Linked DNA regions of Mus musculus: region 2 is linked to region 1. Evidence: chromatin contacts called from public HiChIP or PLAC-seq data. All regions are on one chromosome and are shown on one strand. The core of a region is the stretch at or near the end of the contact, and the rest is flanking DNA. Distances in the headings are between cores, read along the strand shown.

Evidence for each region. HiChIP or PLAC-seq counts read pairs in DNA pulled down with a chosen protein or histone mark.
Region 2: a contact with region 1 is called in an H3K4me3 HiChIP or PLAC-seq map of bone marrow-derived macrophages, with 5 times the contacts expected there. The contact joins the promoter of Zfp286 here to the promoter of Adora2b in region 1.

What each region holds. Positions count from the first base shown.
Region 1 is chr11:62,246,031-62,250,966 of GRCm38.p6, reverse strand. Adora2b (adenosine A2b receptor) reads right to left here and starts at 1,983. Exons shown (of 2, transcript NM_007413.4): 1 at 1,531-1,983. The coding sequence starts at 1,865.
Region 2 is chr11:62,787,543-62,792,478 of GRCm38.p6, reverse strand. Zfp286 (zinc finger protein 286) reads left to right here and starts at 3,011. Exons shown (of 6, transcript NM_138949.4): 1 at 3,011-3,103; 2 at 3,390-3,549; 3 at 4,435-4,520. The coding sequence starts at 3,495.

The DNA.
Region 1 (4,936 bases), core at 734-3,233:
TCTGAAATCCCTGGGCTGTAGCACACCTGATGGGATATGTGTGAAGCCTCCTGGTCAGATGCCACAGGCAGGGGATGTGGAGCAACCCACCCACACACAAGCAGGGGCTTCCTGTACCATCTGGGACTCAAGCCACAAGCCACAGGGACCAGGCTCTTCACACCTGCCTATTACAAGAGCTTGTAGGAGCTTTTTGCCAATCAATTCCCTAGACACATTTCTCCTATAAACGCCAGCTTACTACCATCAGGATCCTCTTCTAGAAACAGCAAGGGGATCCCTTTTCACATCTCTCAAACACTGGTATCTCACACACAGCCCTGTGAGACGACAGGTGGACGGCTGAGGACACAGTGCCACTCTGCCGGACACAGCATCCGGAACCACAACCTCATCTACAGTATGCAGGTGACAGTGTCTGTCCTCTGGACGCTTCGAGGTTTAAAGAATGTACATTTAATTAGAGTTGCCAGGCACACGGTCAGAGCCCACGGAGTTCTTGCCTTTCTCTTCCTACTCTTGTGACTCAGTTTCCTCAACTCAGCTCCAACTCTAAAGAGATCCAAAGCTCACTTCAGAAATGCTAAAGGGCCCAGGCACTACCAAGGAGCAGCAAACTCAACTTTAAATTTATTAGCTACAAGTGGAAGCCACTTCCCCAACTGACTGACTCCCTGCCCTGGATCCTGTTTTCCCATCATGGAATAAGGAGAAAGTGATTTAGGTATACTCTGAGAGCCAGCGAACAGGGAGCCCTCACCAGTTTTCTGGGCCTCTTCAGGCTCCTGGGCACTGCAGCAGTATACAAATAAGGTTACACAATGGGCTAGAGGCTCTAAGACTGTCTTGTCAGTGTTCACTGAACCAGTAAGCACAGTAGCTCTTTAAAATGTCTGGGAATACTTTGAGCCACCGCGAAGCTAGTAGGGACCAATGTTCCTAGAGTTTCCCATCAGAGTTGAGCCTGGCTGCCTCATTTCGAAGTAGGCACATTTTAAAGCTGTGTCGTTAGACCCTATGACCCTTCTAAAAGTACCAATTCCAGCGTCTAAAGTTGCCTCGTTCTTAGCTGAAGCTTCTCCGCGCCCTTTCCGCACAGGACTGCATCTGGCAGCAGCTTTGATCTGCATGCCCGACTCCGGGCAGCAGCTCTGTCTCTCCAGAGGGCCGGGAACGTCCACAAAACTTAAGGAATCTAGAGCTTCCTGAGCCCTTCCTTGGCAGGTAACTCGTCGGACGAGCACTTCTCAACGCCCCTAAGGGTGTTCTTATGCAGATTCCCTAAACTAGGGGCAATTAGAGCATCCCTGACTCCAAAAGGGGACCCAGTCAGTGGCCTGTTCTGTCAACCCAGGAGAGTCTTGATAGCCGGCAGAACAAGCGTGCTGGAGAAAGTGCGTCCTCCACTCCAGTGCCCAGCGTGCTCCTAATCTGGCCCATCTGGGAGTCCAGAAAGTAAAACCGTGGGCCTGGAGAGGGCGCCCCTCTTTAGAACTTTAACCCGGCCAAGGCAAGAAAGATTCGTCTCACCTGAGCGGGACGCGAATGGCCAGATATCGGTCGACAGCCACCGCCAAGAGGCTAAAGATGGAGCTCTGTGTGAGCACCAGCACGAAGCAGGCGAGGAAGAGGCAGCCGTGGAAGTCCGTGCAGAAGCCCAAGCTGATGGTGATGGCAAAGGGGATGGCGAAGAGTCCCACGGCCACGTCTGCCGTCGCCAGGGATACCAGAAAGTAGTTGGTGGGGGTCTGTAATGCACTCGAGGCTCCCACCGCGGCGCACACCAGCACGTTGCCCGCCACCGCCAGCGCAGCGATAACCAGCTCCAGCGCCACGTACAGCGCGTCTTGCGTCTCTAGCTGCATGGCCGGGCCAGCCGGGCCCGGGGAGTCCTCTACTGGGGTAGTGTCGGGCTCAGGACAGCTGCTAGGGTGCCGCCAGGCATGGCCACAGCGCTGAGACCGCGCGTCCCAAGCTGGGTCTGCGCCGCCCAGCCAGTGCGCTCCGGACGGGGGCGGGGGCGTGGCCTTACGGGGGCGGCGCCCATTGGCCGGCTGCCAGGAGCCGGTCTTGGCCCCGCCCCCTGCCTAGGGTCCTTGCTCCAGCTGCTCCTGAGCTCGGGGAAGGATGGGTTCCCGAATTTCCCTCGGGCGGGAGAGGGACACATTCAGGAAAGACACCTCGAAGCTTCACCACTTCCCGCCCGAGCGCGAAGTCCCAGACTTCACCCTGTCCCGCGCCCGATCTGCACACTCTGAACTGACGCCCCTGCAAGGTGTCCATACTCCCCAGCACCGGAGCTGCACCCCAGGTCCGGGCCCGGGCTTCCTCTCAGTGCTGCATTCTCCGCGCGGCCCCTAATCCACCCGATCCCGTGGTCTCCGCTGCCCCGCCAGGGTGCTCGCCGGCTCAGCCCTGCGCTCTCCAGCCCACTTATCCAAGACCGGCTTCCGCTCACTTGCGGCGCCGCCTCTTCCCAGACACTGCCGCCTTCATCCACTCCAAGAAGGGTGCTGAGCGCCCACACCTGTGGGTGATCTGTCCTTCCTGCCACCTGTAAGAAGCCCCCAGCGCCCTCCACCGCCTTCAACTCCACACTTCTCTCCTAGCGAGCCCTGGCTGCTCCTTGGCGTTTGGAGTCCTTAATCCTTCTAGAACACAGCTTCTGCCCCGCGGAAGCTGCTACCTGTAGTCACCAGCCAGGATGGTTAAGGAGTTTGTCAACACAACAAAGATGACTGAAAAAAAAAAGATTAAGCTGAACTAAAACACGGGTGACCTCTAAACAGCTTCTTTGAAGAATAACGGGTTTTTTCTTGGGGTTTTTTTTTTGGTTTTTCGAGACAGGGTTTCTCCGTGTAGCCTTGGCTGTCCTGGAACTCACTTTGTAGACCAGGCTGGCCTCGAACTCAGAAATCTGCCTGCTTCTGTCTCCCAAGTGGTGGGATTAAAGGCGTGCGCCACCACGCCGGGCTGATTTTTTTTTTTTTTTTTTTTAATGTTGTGGCTGGATTAGCTCTCTCTGAGTATGAGTATGGGCGTGGGGGAGGGGAAAAGTGCGTTGAATTACACTTTCTGCATGGCTGTATGATATATATAAAGTACATTTCAGGGTTAGCTGTAATATTAACAGCAAATCCCCCACGAGCCCACTCATAGCATAGACAAAATCACCAAAGCACACAGAGTACATGTTCTATCTGGGTATTTTAAGGGTTTGGTTTTTTTTTTTTTTTTTTTTTTTGTTTATTTGTTTGGTTTTTTTGTTTTTTGTTTTTTTGGATTTTTGGTGTTTTTTTTGGGGGGTGTTTTGTTTTGTTTTTGTTTTTGTTTTTGTTTTTTTCTAGACAGGGTTTCTCTGTATAGCTCTGGCTGTCCTGGAACTCGCTTTGTAAACCAGGCTGGCCTCGAACTCAGAAATCTGCCTGCCTCTGCCACCCAAGTGCACCACCACGCCCGTCTTTTTTTCTATTTTCTGTGTTGAGAAAAAAAAAAAAAACCTTATTTAAAAAAATACCTTACTATTTATATGTTTTCCACAAAATATTGGCCCTGGTCACCTGAGTTTTGATAGCATCTGCTTCACCTTCACGAAGAACCTGACACTGGCTTCTGCCTCTTAACACAGATGACAAGCTGGAACCTCAGAGAGGTCAGATAACGGGTACACGACTTGAAATGGGAAGAGGAAAGAGAGGCTTCTAGGAGTGAGCTGCAAAGTGGGCGTTTGGCAGTGATCACTATGGCGCATGGAGCTGAATGGGGCAGAGGTGGGGGAAGGGCTTGCCGCCAACAGCCATGGCCAGGAGAGGAGAGAAAAGAAAGCGTTTCCCACTAGGATAGAATGCCAGGGAAGCTGTGGTGCCAGCCCCAGGGGATCGCCAAGCAAGGACCAGAACTTTAGGAACGCGCATGAGCATTTTCTGGACCCAGATGTCCATGTCCCCTATGGAGCCTACCCACCCTTCCTCAGCAGACCTCACCAGAAAGAAAGCTGTGCCCAGTCTACAAGTCTGCTGTGTTCCATGTTAACAGTCACCTGCCAGCAAAGCTTCCCTCCTCTCTGCCCACTCCCACATATCTATCCTCAAGTGCCCCTTGACTCACCAACCATCTCTACCTTTCCACAAGTTTCATCTGAAATGAGCTTCTTCCAACCCAGGGTCATGCTAGGATTTGAACTAGACTCACGGGGCCCATGAGGTGGCAGAAGTTAGTGGTTATGGAATGTCATTTGGCAAACAAGAGTGAACACAGGAGGGAGTCATGGGGATCTTGTCTTGAGAGGAATGGAACCCATTGAGAGACCCTGTATCAAAAATCACGACGTGGGGGTGGTGGGGTGGTGGTGGTGGTGACAGGAATAGCACCAGCATCGACTTCGACTTAAAGAATCAATAAAATCTGTCTCATTTTTTAATCTTTTTTTTTTTTTTTTGAGACAGGATCTATGTAGCCCAGGCTAGTCAAAGACATATATTATATTATATTATATTATATTATATTATATTATATTATATTATATTATATTATATTATAGCTGAGAAGGACCTTGAACTAACTCCTGATCATCTTGATTCAGAACAGGAATTTGCCACCAACCACAGTTAGCTATACTTTCTTTCAGGACATTTAGTGGGTTCTTTGAAGACATTGACAAATGGATCCTGAAATGAATATATAAATTAAGGGTCTGATAGCAGCCAAAATAATATTGTTATTTTTAAAAAGAAAGAAAGAAAGATAGAAGAAGGGAGGAAGGGAGGAAGGGAGGGAGGGAGGGAGGGAGGGAGGGAGGGAGGGAGGGAGGGAGGGAGGGAAGATAGGGAGTTTGCTAGAAGAAAGACACCTGAGTGATGAAAGATGCCCACCTCTGTCCCACAATGGGCGCCACTATGATGATCAAAGGTGTGATGATGCTTGGTGAAGAGATAGG
Region 2 (4,936 bases), core at 1,762-4,261, 540 kb before region 1:
ATCGCATTCCAATTTTTTCCCCTAAAATGGACTAGAGCGGGGAGGGGAGGTGTTCTCAACCTGTGGGTCCTGACCATCAGAGAATACATATTTCTGGTGATCTTAGGAACCCCAGCCATAAATTGATTTCGTTGATATTTCATAACTGTAATTTTGCTACCAAACTGTGTCTCAGTTCCTAATATTGAGCACGAACTGAAGAGTTGTTGAATAGTTTACCACATTCATTACAGTGAATAATTTTTCATTTGTATTATCTTTATCTTCTTTAATACAGCTTGCTTGTAGGACAGAGACAGACTTCATACCAACATGTCTGCCAGATAGGGGATGTGTGGCTTACTGTCTGCTACAGAAGGTCTGTCTTACAAACAAGTATTTCCTGAGTCTCTTAGGTTCCTTGTTTGGTTTCTGAATGGCCATCATGCCCCATGGCCTCTGTGACACTGGGGGTCCCTGCATCAGCCTTTGTCTCTTTCTCCATATCTATACTTTCATAGGATATTTTTCCAGACAAGACAGAACCTTCTTTGGTTTTGACTCTCTAGTCTCCAGGTCTGTGGAGAAAGAAGTAAAAAATGTTCTCTGTGCTGGAAAGAAGCCACTGGCATGGGGAAGAGATAACTGTGCTTTCAATATGATTAGTCACAAAAATAAGGCAGTCAAAAGGTCCTTTATGACCGGCACTGTTACATGTTAAAATTAAATGACAAAATATATACATGTACTCTTTTGAAATCTATAGCCTATTGGAGAACATAGGTATTGATCAGGTAATTTTAACATGATGAGCCTATCAGGTGCTGGGGAGATTCCAGATGGTGAATGAACAGATGGGATATAGGCGTGGTGATTGTTTGTACCCTCTGACCCACTGCAGATTTCCCTGGATTTTAATATCCAGCCCCTCCTCCCTTATGTTAACTTTACCACAACTGAGGGCATGCTTTAGAAATTGTCTCTTCTCTCCTGCTGCCATAGTCCCCCCAAAACTCACCTTAATTAGTCCTAAGGTTGCCACCTAAGTCAATTATATTATGTTCTCCTGTTACCTTGAATTATGTACATTTTCCAGAGATTTCCTATAGCTTCCTAACATGCACATGCATGCGCAGATACACACACACACGTGCATATCTATGCACACACGCACATATATGCACACACATGCCATGCTCAGACATGCTCATACACACATACATGCACACAAGGTTTAAAGAGAGTAAACATCAAGAGACTGCAAAAAAATGTTGAGATGGAAGAGGGCTAGGCCTAAGTAATTCATCATTATTACATAAACCACATGTGACCCGCTGTCTTAGAGTTTCTACTGCTGTGACAAAACATGAGGACCAACAAGCAAGTTGGGGAGAAAAGGGTTTGTTTGTTTATTTTGGCTTATATTTCCATATCACTGTTGATCATCAAAGGAAATCAAGACTGGAACTCCAAAAAGGCAGGAACCTAGAGGCAGGAGCTTATGCAGAGGCCATGGAGGGGTGATGTCTATTGGCTTGCTCAGCCTGTTTCCTTGTAGAACCCAGAACCACCAGCCCAGGGATGGGACCATCCACAATGGGCTAGGCCTTCCCTCATCAATTACTAATTAAGAAAAGGCCAAATTTAATATTCTCTGGAGGGAGTGGCCAAAAGGCATGCAAATTTGGAAACTTTCCTGTAATCACTTGAGTAGCACCCCAGGAGATTCCTCCAGTCCCCAGATAACTACAGTGGTCTTAGACAAGTTAGTGGGTTTTCAAACTGAACCCCAAATCCCAGACATAAATAGCTGTGAAAAGGGCCTAAGTCTTGAGAGCTGGTGAATTTATCAGGGTCCCACTCAGCACATTTGCATGGGAAGGCTTCTTCAAAAATTTGAAGCTTCTCCACTTCCACCTGTACCAGCAGCCAAGGACAAACAGCCTTCTTTGCCCTAATACTTTCCTTGTTCATGTTACACTGAAGTAAACAGAGTTGTAAGGAGTTGTTGACAATCATCCCAAGTGAGACCAAAGGAACAGCAGACAGATTCTAGAGGAAAAGTCAGAGTTTGAAGTTTTTCAGAGAAAAGGAATTGGAGGTTTTGCAGCTGTACAGATCTGAAGTGGGAAAAGAAGACATAGATTACCAAGGACCATTGCCTCCCTCTGAGTCTCTTTCTCCCAATGGATCTAATGAGTCTGGAGCACAATGGGACCTCCAGTAGGAACCCAGTGGGGATGAAGGAAGTAGAGGAAATGGGATGTCTTCATATGGAGAGATTATGATGGTCACAGAGGGAGAAGCGGTGGACGAGACAGGGAGTGTAGGATCAATGACAGCCGTGGAAGAGGGTCCAGAGCAGAGTAGAAACTGAGAAATGAACAGGATCTGGTGATTAGATGGTGAGAATCAAAAGTTGAGTGTATTCTGGTTTTGGCATATGCAAATGGTGCACTAGAGTAAATGCACGCACTGAGATGGGGCTGTTTGGCAAAAGTGACTTTAAAGTAGGTTTAACTTAACCACAGGCCCTTGAGAGTCCAACTTTTTCGACAAATGAACTTTTTTTTTCCTTGCAAAGAACTTACTGCTCAAGTGTGTGGAAACTGGCTCAATATTGTCAGCTCTGCTCATATACGTTTTTACGATTGCAAAATAGATGAAATACAAGTCCATTGGGATAGATGAGAGTACTACATGGATCCTGCTCTAAAACTACAGCTTTCATATAGTTTGAAGTCAAAGGATGGTTTTAGGGAAGGCCAAACCATGGCTAAAAGCCATATACACATGCCAACAGTAAAGAAATTTGGGCTGAAGCTACATAGATGTAATTGTGCAAACAAAGGTGCAGAGAGAGAGAGACTTTGTCTCCCACGTCCCAACCTTCCGTTACTGCGGGATTCCACGCACGATGCACCTTTTTCTCTCGCGAGAGGGAGAGATCCCGCTGTGCCGCTGAGCCACTCGTGGTCCCAACCTGCCAAGAAACAGGGGGTCGGGCAGCGCGCAGGTGCTTCTGGGAGTTGTAGTTCCTGGATTTGCCCAGCAAAATGTCACGCATGCGCGACTCAGAGCTAAGCGGAGAAGTTCGTAGCCTTTGTCAGGCCTGGGATGGGAGGTGAGTTTCTTGGTAGGATGCTGCGGTCCTCGCTTTACCTCGGCGGTGGTCCAGTAGTTGCTCTCTGCCAGGGAGGACTGGAGTTTGTAGTTCTTGAGCTTCGTCCCCTTCCCTCCCCGCCCCACGGGCCATCTAGGACCCCGGTGCATACTGGAGAGCTGGACGGAGCTGGAGGGGTTGTCTGTGCCCTCTACCTCTCAGGCACTCAGTCCCCTAGGGGACAGCTCCAGGAGCCAGAAACAGACAGGTGAGGACTCAGATTCAGGATGCTTTCCCTGGTTTCCAGGTCCCACGTGATCTGAGCGACACTCTCTACAGAGCCCAAGAGGGAAGAAGTCCTTCGAGGCTCCGTGGACTGCTGACTGCGCGAGAAGAGCAGGACCTTAGGGGCATGGAAGAGGTGGTGATCATGGAGACGGGTTTGGCCGAAGTGCCTCAGAAAAGAGGTAGAATTGCCCAGGGGTTGGTGTGCATCATGGGAGAGTGGAAATCTTCCTTTTGAAGGGGAAACCCACCGTTGTCGTGGGTTAAGTGGTTCTTGGGAAAAGATGGCGACTTGTCAACGCTATCTTGAGGATAGGTGAGCTCTGAGACGTTGCAGGGCTTACTATGGGTCAGTCCCCATTCCACTTAAGTGTGCTGCACAATGGTCCCACCAGTGCGGACATTGTCACAATGTAGTCACAAGTTCTTCCAAATTATTGCCCCATCCTGGTTTCCATCGTGGATCCAAGAATTCAACTTTGTAGTTGACAAAAAAATATTTTTCCATACGTTATCCCACTTTATCCATAGTTAACGTGTGTGCTGTTTCAACACAGATCGCTCACGACCTGCTTCACAGGCACGGAAGGTAGGGGCTGGCTTCAGCACTAGGAGACCTGTGTATCTTAAACTCCCCTCGGTGACTTACTATGCCAAAATTCCCTCCAGGGGTCCTTTTCAGGTTGCTAGATGTCACCTCAAACTCAACCAATCAGAATTTGGAGGTGAGATCTAGCAATCTCCGCCTTAAGGAAGCTTTAAAGGGATTTTAAAAAAACAAAACAAAACAAAACAAAACACTGAGTCTACTTTAGGTAGATTATAGTGGAAATTTACTTATTCTAGTTTGTAGACCAGAGAGTTTGAGGGGATACGTCATGAGTAGAGCAACTAAATTCAAGCCTAGTGGAGCAACGTGCCTGAGCATATTTTACAGTACCGGAAAGTAGCAGTTTGTTTTGGATTCCTTGTTAACAGGGAGTGCATTTGGTGTGGTGGAGGGGTTTAGATTATACTGAGTAGAGAGCCAGGTCCAGACCCAGTCCCTACCGCTTTCTTCCCTTTAGCTCTGTCTTCCCCGGATTCTCTCCTTTCCCACGAGAAGAGTGCAGAAGGAGACGTGGCTGCTCTGAGACTCACTGTCAGATCCCAGGTGAGTCTCTATGGGTTACTGAGATCAATTCCACCTTGGGTCTCAGAGCACAGATGCACTCCCTTTTTGATGTGGCATTTCGTTGTCCACAGAGCCCATCTAGAGACCTGAGTTCTAATTCTAAGAAACTAGTGGACTCAGTAGAAAATATTTTCTGCTTACTCATAGTATCTCTCTTCTCCATCTAGTATTTCTTGTCTCTCTACAGGCAGGTAAGTCACATTTCTCTTCTTTCCCAACTCTGCTAATTTCTGTATTTGGTCATGTGGAAAGCTAACTTAAGGGTCATATAGTATATACTTCTTAAAACTTGCATTTCTCTAAGGGAAGCAGCACACATATGGCTGTAAATAGGAGCTTAAAAAACACCTTAAATGCTGGAGAAATGAGAATAATAATAATACCTACTCAGTTAA